Linked DNA regions of Lactuca sativa: region 2 is linked to region 1. Evidence: chromatin contacts called from public Hi-C data. All regions are on one chromosome and are shown on one strand. Each heading gives the region's core, a stretch centred on a gene start, on an enhancer-like site or on the middle of the called end of the contact. The rest is flanking DNA. Distances are from core to core; before and after follow the strand shown. Region 1 holds the start of LOC111900976 (serine carboxypeptidase-like 13). Region 2 holds the start of LOC111892086 (ABC transporter G family member 29).

Region 1 (6,781 bases), core at 2,779-5,278:
AAACACTTAACCAAATGCCCACACTTCCCTAGTAATCAAAGTGTGCTTAAAATAGTCAAAGGGCTCTATTATTTCAATCTTACATCATGATGTTGTCAACAGAATAATAAGATGCATACCAATAGAGTAAGTTTAAATGTCATGTTTCTTACCTTAATAGTTGCGTATTTTAACGAGTATTCTCTCTGTACATAAGTCCTCTGATATCTACAAAAGACATTGAATGACACGATTGCATGATTAGTTCCCAAGGAAAAAATGTTTCATTTTAATGAAATTAATTAATAAATGGATTTCAAGATAAAACAAAACAAATGAAAATAATATGAAGGTATTTTTATTAATATATTCTAAAATTTTCAGCTCACCCTGCGATCTGGTCATTAACAAACCATGGTTCCCATTGCTTCTCTACCGGAAGATTAAGATTACTAATCCACTTCTCTGTGCCCACATGTGGAAATGTCATGTCATGATCACCACTGTGCATTTGAATTTTCAAGAGACACATATAAGATGTATAGCTTATTCCAAAACAAAAACATTAAATCTTTATCTATATATATATATATATATATATATATATATATATATATATATATATATATATATATATATATATATTCCGAGAAAGATTACAAACAATCATGGCCATTGATTTATTAAATCAAAATGGTCATTAGAAGGCAATGTAGTGTTCATAATATTTAGAAAAATAATCACATTTTTAAAAGGATTTACTTTAATTTTGTTGGCATTATTTTTTTTAACTAAAACCTCCTAAATAAATAAAAGTGCAAAAGCAACCTTTTTGTAATAATGAAACGAGAATATTATCTTTCTGAAGTATGAGTAATTACCATATGATCAAATATTGGCATTTCTTGGCAAGAAGTTGTTTGTGGGTGGGGATAGTACTGAACACATCGTATGAGTAACATTCTGTGTCCTTTTTCCCCATATCGTAATGAATACTTCCGTTTTTAATCACCCAATTTTCTATTGTTCCCTGTATATAAAAAGAAAGGTATTCAAGAGTTCTTAATTCTTAAGCATATTAGATTTTTGAAGTAATAGCATGTTTTGTGTGAATGAGTTGTAACACAAAGTAAGATCAAATCTAGCAGTTTGCAATTTGAGATATACATATATTTGCATTGATATATACACATACGATTATATATAACATACCTCACGGACATGGAGAGCATTCTGAACTTCCTTTTTGTTTGCCCAGATTCCTATAAATACATACCGAGCTTCCTAAACAAAGAAGAAATAACATTGATGTCAATAAAAGAATCATATATGGGAAAATTATGTGTTGATTTGAGTATTTGAAAAAGAAAAATTACTCGACAAGTTGGGTCCGTGTATGTTGTATCACACATTGGATCTAATATATTCTCTAAGTTGATCTTGCTTGTGGCCTACAAATGGAATTTTGAATTAAACTTGTGCTACATAAACTTGTATAAGATCATACAAAATGATATTTGTATACCTCTTCCACCTGTTGGAGATTATTCCAGCAAAGGACATTGTCTACATCATTGGATATATAGTTACCTTTACATGTTTGTTTTGTAGACTGAAATATGAAACAAATATAATCAAATGACCAAATAAATAGTGGTTACTTTGAGAAATAGATGGTCATGTTTTGGTGTTAATATTTTTCATTACCTCATAAATATCGGTTGATATTAGTGATAGCCGATAAGCAAACTCAAATCTTGAATTAAAATCATTGAACTTATCAGTTAAAGGGGAAACGCTAATGACTCCCTATATAATGCAAAAAAAAGAGGTGAATATGACATTCTATATTTCCTTTTATACAATAATATTTGTAAATAGCGTTATAAAGTTTGCATATTACTTTCATATTTAGTTGTGGTTGATTTCCACGTTCATTGCCTACAAAGTACCCGACATCACAAACATAATGTTAGAAAAATCAAGCCTTTTGGCAATTAACAACTACGAAATTAATGACAAAATCTAACGCACAATAGGAGTACATGTAATAAATAAACAAATGAATAAACTTATATAAGAAATTGTTATTCAGTTTTCTGGATTATCTAGTTCTCATTTTAATAAAACCGTTTTGGTGTAAAACAATCAAAAAATTCGAATATCCAAACCATATAGTCCAACCAAATTGTCCAATTAAACAAATTTTAGTTTCTTGTTATTCTTCTTTCTTTTTAAAATAATCTTTCGCCTTTAAAAAGAATTCCAATTTGGGCAACTTATGACCAATTCTATTACACTCGAAGAGAAGTGGAAATGAGTAAACTCATCATCATGATCAACAAGAGCAACCCCTAAAGATTGAATTAAAACCATAGTTAGAGATATTACCTTTATATACATTTAAAGCAACATTTGGTATGATAATCCCCATGTATGAAATCCCTGATACGTAAAACGGATTGCTGAGAAACCTAGGGTGATCCGTAAACCACTGTATAATTAACATGTAAAACAAAATCATTTTCAAATTAAATAAGAAGACAATATATTAATAAATTAATAGAAGTTATTACAAAACCTTTCGTAGAAAATCATAAGCATATGAAGCTAGAAGGGAATCACTGCAAATCGTTCCTTCGTATGTTGTAGAATATGAGAACCCTGCTCCCGCTGGTGCATCTATGAATAACATATTAGCAACCTACAAAATTACACGATTAATTGTATGTAAAAAATCATTCATGTAGAACATAAAATCCATAGGTTTATAACATTAATTTTTAGAAAAATGTTTCGAGTGAGAGAATGTGAACCTTATTCCATGGATATGGATTCAACTTCAATGTAATGTTATCCTCCGTTGAAGTTTCCAAATTGAAATTGAGTGGACCTACAAAAGAAAATGGTTAGTTAATTTTAATGAATTGTGTGTAAATAAATACTGACATGTTTGGTCAAAAATGCTAAAATTCAATTTGGTATTACTTATTAAAGTAACTTAATAATAGACTTCAATGCCTTTAAAATTGGAAACAAATGTCCTTAAAGTAAGTTTTAATTTTGGCATGTTTGGTAAAAAAATGCTAAAATTCAAAACCATGTTAAAATTAAAAATAATTGACAATCATAACCAAAGAATATATCACGTGATTGACACAAAAGTCGGATCAAACCACTAAAATAATGTAAGTAAACTTTTTGAATAGTTACCAAATTTGTTCCTCATCTAATAAATGTTATCCAGACAAAAAATTCATCGAACATTGATTATCTCATATGTTAGCAACAAACTGGAAAATTGGTCTTGAAATTAGATTCTTGTAACCATGAACATGAGGAACGTAGTCATATAGTTTAGGAGACATCCCGACCACAGGGATCAACAAGAAACAAGATCAGACTCCGGTGAAGTCAACGCCGGTGGAAGCTAGGTTTCCGGCGAGGGTTTCTGGGAAGGTGGATCTGTGTTGCGATGTGAACAAGCTCCGGCGAAGTCACTGCCGGAGATTGTTTATTCTAGTGTGTGTGTGTGTGTTTGTGTGTAATTAATATGGTTGTTTAATGCAATAGATAAATGAATTAGATGCAGACAAGAATTTAGATACACGATTACCTATTTGATACATCATGGAATAAAGTACAGAAGTCCCGGGCCCACCGGTGAGGTAAAGAAGAAGAGGGTCTTCGGAGGGATTTCTTTCGGACTCAACGAAGTAGTAAAAGATCTGCACTGCTTCATCTTTTCCAACTCCGATGTATCTTTTAATAAAACAAGATTAATTTATGAGTTGTCAGAAGCAGAAAAAACAATGAAAACGAAGACATACCCGGTTTCCAGACTGAAAGGAAGATCACCATCAAAACCGGGGAGTCTCTTGACGATTGACTTTGAGTTTGATGCACTTATGGAAAGTGCAAAGATTATTAGAAGGGAAACCAGAGTGTGTTTTGATTCCATTTCGAGAGTTTTCTGCATAAGTAGTAGGTGTAATGTGTTTATGTAGACATGTGTAAGAAGTAGGTGTAAGTGTGGATATGTGGAGATGTGATGTGCCATGGTGGTTAGGTGTGCAAAAAGAGGAGAGATGGGGTCGTCTGTGTAATTTTATAAGCTCACTGTAAGATCGATCGTCGACCAGGGATGCTCGAGTTTTTTTTTTATCACAACAGCGTTATTCAAAAAAAATATTTAGTGTAGTTTGGAAAAAATATTTTTAACCAATGTTTTTTTATTAGGGGTGAGACCATACGGATTAATTAAAATAAAAGTTTAATTGTTAAAAAAATTAAAAATTGTATTAAATCAAAATCGATTATAATCAATTACATTGAATAAATCAATTATAGAGAGTTACTTTAAATTTGTTTGAGATTGTAATTAATTCTTATTCTATCTAAACTATTTAAGATGTTGCACTTAAATTTCAAATGACTTTTTATCCATATAAATTGACTTTTATGACTTAAGTTAAACTTTGACTTTAATCAATATGTCAAGAAATTTGTATAAGTTTGGTATAAGAAAGAGGATATTATTTTGGAAAGTATATATTTTGGAAATTATATATACGATTAGTTTAGAATTTGAGATGAAACAATCAAAATTGGATGTGTATTTATGATATCATATGAAAAAAAGGTATATATAGCATTTACAATTTTTATTTTTGAAATTAATAGAATAAATACACTAATTAATTAATTAATCTCATTTAATACAAAGCAACCACAAAATGACATGTGAAATTAATTTATTAAAAAAAACCATAAACTCTTAAAAATTAGACAAGAGGCAAAAAAAACTTTCACATGATTTTCAATTTTTCTTACCTTTTTTTATTTTAAATATCCATTTTTTTTACTTTTATTTTTTATTTCAATTTTTTAGTATCTTTCTTACTTTTGTAAATATTAGTTTTTTTTTTCTTACAATTTTTTTTAGCTTTTTTAAATATACATTTAAAATAATGCTTTGACATTAAGGTTTAAAAATTCGACCAGAGACCATACCGGCCGACATACCAAATCGTTCAATTGGTCTAACCGGTTGTACCGATCTGAAAAACTGAAAAAAATGGATAATATCATAATTACATTATTATTAATTTTAATTATATACAAAATACAAAAAATGAAAAAAAAATATTTTTTAAAATTTCTTTTTTAACCGGTTTAACCCGTTTTCACTGGTTCACATGATAAATAGTTTTTTTGGTTTCCAAGAACCGGTTTTCAAAACATGGGACATTATTTATACAAATTATACAAATCATTTTGAAAATCAAATTTTAGTCATCTTAAATTAAATTTGTCATTATATATCTTTCCTATTTAATAAAGCGTATTGGTCACAACCACGATTTAGTGAAGTAATTCCAAATTTAGAACAAATAGGAAATTGAAACGACTGTCGTTCAACAAGACTAAGAAATGTTACTTAGTACCAACTTAGATTAATAGTCGTTTTAACAACAATTAATAATCAATTGCTTTATAGTCAAGGTCCTTGAGGCAGCGGCAGTACTAGGATCAAAATAAAGGGGTATCTAATTTTTTTTAGGGTAGCATAAATTTTTTTTACGGGGTACTTGGGTTTTCTGGTTCGATTTTAAACCCAAACATTAATCAAATCTTTAGCTAGCCTCAAGTCTTGTTATATAAACAGGGTTGTGAACATATATATATATATATATATATATATATATATATATATATATATATATATATATATATATATATATATATATATATATATATATATATATATATAACACCGACAATTTCAAACAATTTTTCATTTAAAAATAATCGTTTAATTCTTAGAAACACTTGTTTAAAATCTCATTCATAATCGGATTACAAAAAAAACATGACTCCATTTCACTTGTATAGAAAACCAGGATCCTCAAAACATGACTCTTTCTCTGGTGTGTACAATCAAGCCGGTGTCGTCCCGTGATACTAAAAGAAACCTGCAACACAACATAAAACAAAACACTGTAAGCACGAAGCTTAGTGAGTTCCCAAAAATACCACACACAATACACATTAGCCACTCGAGGCTATAACTCTGTGGGTTCGTGGACCCTGCTCTGTGAACCCTCTGGTTCTAACTCTGTGAACCTTCCGGTTCTAACTCTAGGAACCCCTCGGTTCCAGCTCTGAAAACATGCACAGCATAAATCACATAGAAATAATGCGGTACAACACATAACATACATAGCATACAATTACTCTGTCACATAACTCTGGTTACCTACTCAAGGTAAAGTATAGTGAGAAGACTCACCTGGCAAGCAGAAAGCAGATATCCCCACACTTGAATCTCGAACTCGCCGCTGCCTAACACGTAAGGCGTATACTCTCATGAATATAACTCTCGAGACTAGAATCAACCCTCTCATGGCACCCTCTTAAGGTTAAAAGACCATTTTACCCCTCTCTTGGCCCAAAGGCTACATCGCTGACCAAGCCCTAAAAGTCAACGGTCAACTCTTGGTCAAAGTCAAAGTCCTCAGTCCAAGTCAACCCTCCTGGTTGACCCTGCTCGCCGAGTCAACCTGTCGACTCGTCGAGTCCCCATGCTCAGAACTTCCCCAATCCGCGACTCAACTCGCCGAGTCACCCCGAGACTCGCCGAGTTCCACAACTCTGAGTCCACTCGCACACAACTCACCGAGTCATCCCTTGACTCACCGATTCTCAACTCGACCAGAAGATATTGGGACTCTTCGACAAGACTCGTCGAGTCCAACAATAGACTCGCCGAGTCTAAGGCTATCTTCAACCTACTCGCCGA
Region 2 (7,166 bases), core at 4,311-6,810, 400 kb after region 1:
ATCGGTTTTTTAGTTGAACCGATATGGTGACAGGTACCCGATTCAATCGGTTCGACCACCGAGTCAACTGATGTCAATAATTTTCATCTTTTTTTCTATTATCATACATATATAAATCATGAATTTTACGTTTATAGTTCAAACATTAAAATTATACATAAAAATAAATAAGTTATAAAACAATCTAAATACATTAAAATAACACATAACTAGAAGTTTTAGTATTTTGCATCAATCTATATATATCAAAAATAAAATAAAGCATAATACTAAAACAAAATATAGTTTTAAATAAATACAATCAAAAAAGTTTATAATATTTACCATATATTTTATTTAGAGAAAACTAAATAAATTTGAATAAAAAAACCATCAAAGTTTATTATATAAATAGCTCTTTTCCAGGTATTTTTATTCGGTTTAACTGGTTCAACCGGTTTATTTTGACCGGTTCAACCAGATTTTTCTAAAAACTAGCCAGTTCAATCCGATTTAGAAATCGACGTAAAATTGGTGATTGTTGAACCGTTTCCTCCCTGGTTTCTGGTCCAACCGGTTCAAACCGGTTTTTAAAACATTGCTTTATAATATCACTTTGACAAAAAAAAAAGTATAAAATGGTTTTTCCATATTTATTGACGGCATATATAGGGATGTCAAAAAGTCTCGTGGGGGCCCCGTCCCGTATGGGGGCATTTGTTGAAAAAAATCGGGGACGGGGGCGGGGGCAAGGTTAACCCCCGTTTTGATTTCGGGGCGGGGGCGGGGGTTGGTAGTCCCGTCCCGAAACCCCCGTAGGGGCCCCGTTAATAAATTATATAAATTGACATATATTAATTATATAAATATAATAAACAATAAAATGATTTTTACGTACAAAAATTCTACAAAAAACATGTTTTTAAGTTGTTTGTAACATGTAAAGTTATGTTATAAATATCTATTTGTTACCCAAAAAATAGTTTCTTTTAGGCCAAAAAATGTAGCCCAAAATTAATCGGGGGCGGGGGCGGGGGTCAGAAGGGGAATTCGGGGGCAGGAGCGGGGGTGGAAAGGATGGAGATTCCGGGGGCGGGGGCGGGGGAACAGGAAAAATTTGGGGGCGGGGGCGGAGGATGCAATCCCCGTCCCGTTTGCCCCCGTTAATATCCCTAGGCATATATTATAATTGAAAAGGAAAAAGTAAATATTTTTTATAAGAGACAACCTCAAATAGTTAGGTTTTTAGATTTGATTTTTAAATTTACTTTCTCTAACAGTTTGTGGACTTTATAAAGGTTTTGATAAGAGTCTTCGGAATAGTCGTTTTTTCTTACTGATAAATCGGACATGTGATTAGGATTTTTGAGAGTCTGAATTTTCTGTTTCTGATTATTTTCTGTGGAAATAGTTTGAATAAAAGAGGCTTCAAAAAATCGATATATGTACATGTTGTGTCTTATAATCTGTTAAATAATTGTTTTTGTATTTTGATCTTGAAGCCACGTCATAACCATTCAACAACAAAAGAGTGCAATTATTATATCAACTAGGTGTGAAACTCATGTATTACACGGGTTGATTTAAAAAAAAAAAATTAACATTAAAGTGTAAACGAAAAATATTTTTTAATGTATAACTTTAAATTAAGGAAAATACATATTTACTGCAATTTAATATATCTATATATCATATTTAATACTTTATATATGACTTTAATTTTAAAAATTGAAACAAACCAAAAATTGACAAGTGGATAATATTTATTTCAAAAATACCACAAAATGACAAGTGTCAAAATTAATAAGAGATTGACATGTGGCAAAAAACCTTCATTTATTAAGGAGGATGGAATGCAATATTAGTATTTGTTATTTGTTATATAATAACTTATTTAAAAGAAGAAAAAAAAATACTTGTGGTAAAAATTGAAGGGTATGCAATTGCATACCCTTGATATACTTTACATCCGTCCATGGTTTCCGTTTTCACAGGTATTTTAGCTCCAAACACCAAATATACATCCGTCAATGCTTCCAGAATACTGTTTCATTTCGAATACATAAAAATATGAATGATATGAGAATTCTAATAAAAAATATGAACCAATCATTATTTACACTAATGCGTACATAAATGCATAAAATATAGGATACAAAATAATACTAAGTGCTAAAAATATCGAATTAAGGGTAATTGAAACAATTAGCATTATTTACATTCTAATTTTAAATATACATCCACAAACAAAACATATATATATATATATATATATATATATATATATATATATATATATATATATATATATATATATATATATATATATATATATATATATATATATATATATATATATATATATATATATATATATATTATGAATGTAAGTAATTTCGTTACATTTTATGCCAACCAAATAAAATATTAGTTATCAATTCATGACAAGAGCTAAATACAAAAATTTAATTTAAAAATGATCGAATATATCATAAGTTGATATCGTGCGATAAAAATGACCCTCCGACATCGACTTTGAAAACGAAACATAGATATCGTCTCAAGTCAAGTTTTCATAACATGACATGAACTGGAATCCAAATCTCCGAGAAGTGATATTAACATCTTTACGATATAGATAAGAGCGAACATGATATTCGTCTATTAGTGCATGGCTTCTTGATAAGACAAATATAAGGTGTTAAGCATGGAAAGAGACTATTATAGCAATTATTTATGAATTATTGACATCTTAATGAAATTTATAATGATATGTAATATGGTAAATGTTGTAGTGCTTGGTTTGATGGAAGTTGGGAAATACTAAAATCGTTCATTCCGTAAGAATGAAATTAAATGCTTTATTCCGTCTATTTTTTTTTTTTTTTTCATTTGCTTGTGCAACCAAATGAAATCTATCCTTTGTCCTTCTGCAACCAAAGGAACATTGCTCCATGAGTCCATGGTGAAGGAAGTTATGGACTGAATGAACAAGCCAACTCCCCTCAATCCAACGATCATCTACTCGAGATCACCCTTGATACCATGTGAAAAATAAAAATAAAAGTAAATTACACGAATGGTCCCTATGATTTAGGGTAATTTGCGCGTTTGGTCCCTAACTTATTTTTTTATTCGGAAGGTCCTTAATGTTTGTTTTTGTTACGCGTTTGGTCCATGTCTTACCAGTTTTGCCCTTGATTTTTTAATTTATTTAAATAAACACATCTCACCCCCCCCCCCCCCCCCCTCCCAATCACCTTATGTTACCTATCTCGCTAACTATTCATTTCTAATAAACGAAAGTCTTTTTGTCATTTGTCAAACTCTCATTCAATTTATTAAATGTCATTTTGTGGTTATTTTGGATTATTTTTTTTTCCACATATCATGTTATGATTTTTCTATTTTATTAAATTTCATATAATGTTTTATTATAATAATTGCAGGTAATAAATGGATATATCAATTTTATTAATGAACTTACCTTTTAATTTCAAAATTAAAACTTATTAGTTTCTTTTATTTATTTAAATTAGTATTTTTGTTTAAATTTAAAAGATAAAAAACATTTATTTTATAATAACTAGTTTATAACCCGTGGGAACTACGGTTACAAATTTAATTAAACTTTTATAGTATAAAAATTCAAAATTATTAATCAATTACTTTAAATAAATTATTAATTAATAGTTTTTTTGTTATATAATATTATAATCATTGAATTAAATAAATATATGAAACTATATCACTTTATAATTTGTATTAATTTTATTGTAGTTTTTATTCTATTGTTATTAATTTAATATAATTAGAGTGGAAAATTTAAAATTTGAAATTTGAAATGAATAATTAATAGATTGACAAGTAGCATGCATTAATTAGGAAACTTAATAAGATGACATATGGCAAAAGAAAAATAAAATATGTATTAATTAAAAGGCCTAGAGTGACACATATCAAAAGAATAATAAAACTATTCTTTTATTAGAATAGGGATTCAAAATATTTCTTATTTTCTTATAAATTCAAAATTCTCGTATATTTTGACATTTATATTTGATTTTTTTTAAAATAAACTCATGTAATACATGAATCTCACAACTAGTATTTTAATAAAATGGTCTTGCTGTAAAATAGACAGAAAATATATTTTTTAATAAAAAAAATTAATTCTAATAATTTTTTTAACATTCACTTCTTTTTTTCTATAAATATAAATAGTAAGATCATTGTTTATAATTTATTAAAATATTAAATAGAGTTAAGAGTATATATGGTATGTATTTACATATAATACAAACCTAAAACCTTTATACAAAATTTACTTATTCCTACGAAATGAACTAAATCATCATTAATATAACGAACTCATTACATAATCATGTTCATTCTATTAGATTGTGGTCCATTTCAAGTGACAAAACAAATTCTTAGAATCCTATATAGTTATTTTGTATCCACCCAGAATAGTAAACTCCAACGGTATAACAAGATTCGTTCGCCGACTAACGACCGTCAGAAACAATGACATGCCTCAAATAATTAAGAAACGCATAATTAAAAACAACGCTAACGGCGACTTTTACTCCGGACGACTCCATCATCTACAGCATAGCAGTTTTGACTCTATTCAACCGTTACAATGACAAACTCCAAATAAACCAACAAAACAATGTACGAAGTCTCGTGTGGTTTATTCAACTCATCATCTAAAATAACATGACTTTGTAATATGTATCAAATTCTTATAAACATATACTATATTACAATTTATATATAAAGGTAAATTAAAAAAGTGAACATCATGCTTTACTTTTTTACCAATATAATATAACTTTTTTATATAACAATAATATATTTAATTTGTTTTTCCCATAATAGCAAATTCTTACATTTCTTTGGCAATTATAACAATATATAGTTCATAACAACATAAATACATTTTTTTTTTGACAATTATAGCAATTGGCTAGCAAATTCTTACGCACCCATGTAATAGCAACATATACTTACATTTCATCTATAATAATAACACATGTAACAAGTAAAATAAAGCCCCGTCCATAATGGTAACAAAATATTAGTATGATATTATTATAGGTAAAAGAATATCGGTAGATTTTCCTTATGGGTTGAAGTACATTATCATCATCAATCTAGAAATATAACTATCTTTGCAATTATGAAAGCTGGACCCTGATATCGATCCGATTCGATCTGTAAATCGGATCCAGTTAAAATCCGTTTTTACCAAACCATATAATAATCCTGTAGAGCGGATTGAAAATTGTTCGGTATTTCAAATTCAAAAGCGGATTAGACTCCGGATTCTAAATAAGATTGGACCTAAACCGGATTAAACCGCTAAAAACCTCTAGATCGAATAGGCAGCGATATACTGATATACACTACTATTCTTTTTTGCAATTTACCCGGTTAAATATCCAAAATAAAAATAAAAAGTTTCCTATCAGCGACCCCACCCAAGAATATTATTAAATAAATGACCCAGGTTGGCTTATGCTATTGTATGTATTGCCTAGTTTCACTCGTCATGTATCGTAAACCGGCATACTCTATATATCACACAAGTTATCACTAGACTTCCATCAAAAATCTAAAACTATGTATTTGACTTGATCTCTTTAATTATCAGTTTCATTGTCATAAACCATAAGAGAAGAGATGGAGATGAAAGAGTTGTATGTGAGTCCAGATGATCATAGCAGAAGGAGCAATCATGCTGAGGAAGATGAAGACGGGCTGAAACGGGCAGCTTTAGATAGCCTGCCCACTTTTGATCGTTTAAGGACTGCTTTCATGGAGTCTTATGCTACACAAGACATTGAAAACCAACAAGGTGATACAATCCACAAACAAGTTGATGTAAGAGACCTCGGTGTGGATGACCACCAAAAGATTATCGATAAGTTGTTTAAGGTTGTGGAAGTAGATAATGACAGGTTCTTGAGGGAGCTACGAGAAAGATTCCACAGGTTCCTTTTTGTTTTCATCTCTAATTTCAAACAACTTTTAGGCCATGTTTTCTAAGCATGCATGGACTGATATTAATGAGAAAAAACATACAATTTTTTTGTAGCTCTTTAATTTGTCGTGCAAAAGAAAAATCATGAATATAGTCCTTATCTTTCTCATTGAAAATATCGTTTGAAAGCTTGTCATTTTCTCATCCACTTAAACCCGGCATTTTGATACAAGACACAATTAAAACAACAAAAGTTTTCTGAATAGTTGTCTCAAAAATATGTGTTTTGGGGTTTATGGGTATCAAACATACTTCACATGTCTAAACACGTATAGACATTCATGTTGACACGCAACACGTGTAAAGACGTGACACACGACAAGTACAAACACGAATTAAATTTGTGTAGATTCATGTTTATATGCGTTTTCGTGTAAAACAGTTAAAAATGTGTCCATTCATGTAGTATCACGGGTCAGACGGAGCAATTAATTATGTGTCGTGTTCGTGCTTGATACCCGATACTCAATTTACACTTTGTGTCGTGTATGTATTTAACGAATTTGTCTTTGCCTAATTCATGTCATGTAAAAAAAATTTTGACACGTATACACAACATCTAGAGAAGGATTTCGAAGAAAAGGATCCCAAAGAGTCTTGTAGTTCTGATAACATTAGGCATGATTTGGCGGCAATGTCACGCTTCAAACTTTTACAAGTCGTATCGATGTGTAAGACGTGATTTAAGACAATAATTTTGTATAAAATATTATATATATATATATATATATATATATATATATATATATATATATATACACACACACACACACACACACACACGTCAGAAATTTTTTTTGTTGGAAAGTAAGAAATTTTTTTCGGCATATTGTTTTGGCGAACAAAACAAATGAATCACCAGATAAATCAAAAATAACACGATTCACAAAAAAAATTCCCGAAAAACATCTCTATGATTCATTTTTACGATTATTTTGTTGATATTTACTAAAATGGTCATAAAAGTGATTTTTTTTCCTGGATTTACTTAAAAATAAATCATGAATATATTTTTTGGAAAATTTTTCTTATTGATCATCTTAGTTTTGAATCATCTAATGATTCATTTTGTTTGTTTGCTAAAAATAATGTATATAAAAAATTTATTACCTTCCTATCAAAAATTTCTTCTCATTTG

Evidence for each region. Hi-C and Micro-C count contacts between places; a contact is called where the count stands out from the background.
Region 2: a Hi-C map of seed shows a contact between it and region 1, with 10 times the contacts expected there. The contact joins the promoter of LOC111892086 here to the promoter of LOC111900976 in region 1. A contact is called at or near these places in 2 of 4 Hi-C or Micro-C datasets (leaf and seed).

What each region holds. Positions count from the first base shown.
Region 1 is chr1:203,623,577-203,630,357 of Lsat_Salinas_v11, forward strand. LOC111900976 (serine carboxypeptidase-like 13) reads right to left here and starts at 4,029. Exons shown (of 14, transcript XM_023896842.3): 1 at 3,810-4,029; 2 at 3,596-3,741; 3 at 2,796-2,872; 4 at 2,561-2,683; 5 at 2,371-2,473; 6 at 1,883-1,920; 7 at 1,687-1,788; 8 at 1,505-1,591; 9 at 1,356-1,430; 10 at 1,192-1,263; 11 at 861-1,009; 12 at 369-482; 13 at 153-207. The coding sequence starts at 3,958.
Region 2 is chr1:204,020,475-204,027,640 of Lsat_Salinas_v11, forward strand. It overlaps LOC111892086 (ABC transporter G family member 29), which reads left to right and starts at 5,561. Exons shown (of 21, transcript XM_023888150.3): 1 at 5,561-5,978. The coding sequence starts at 5,668.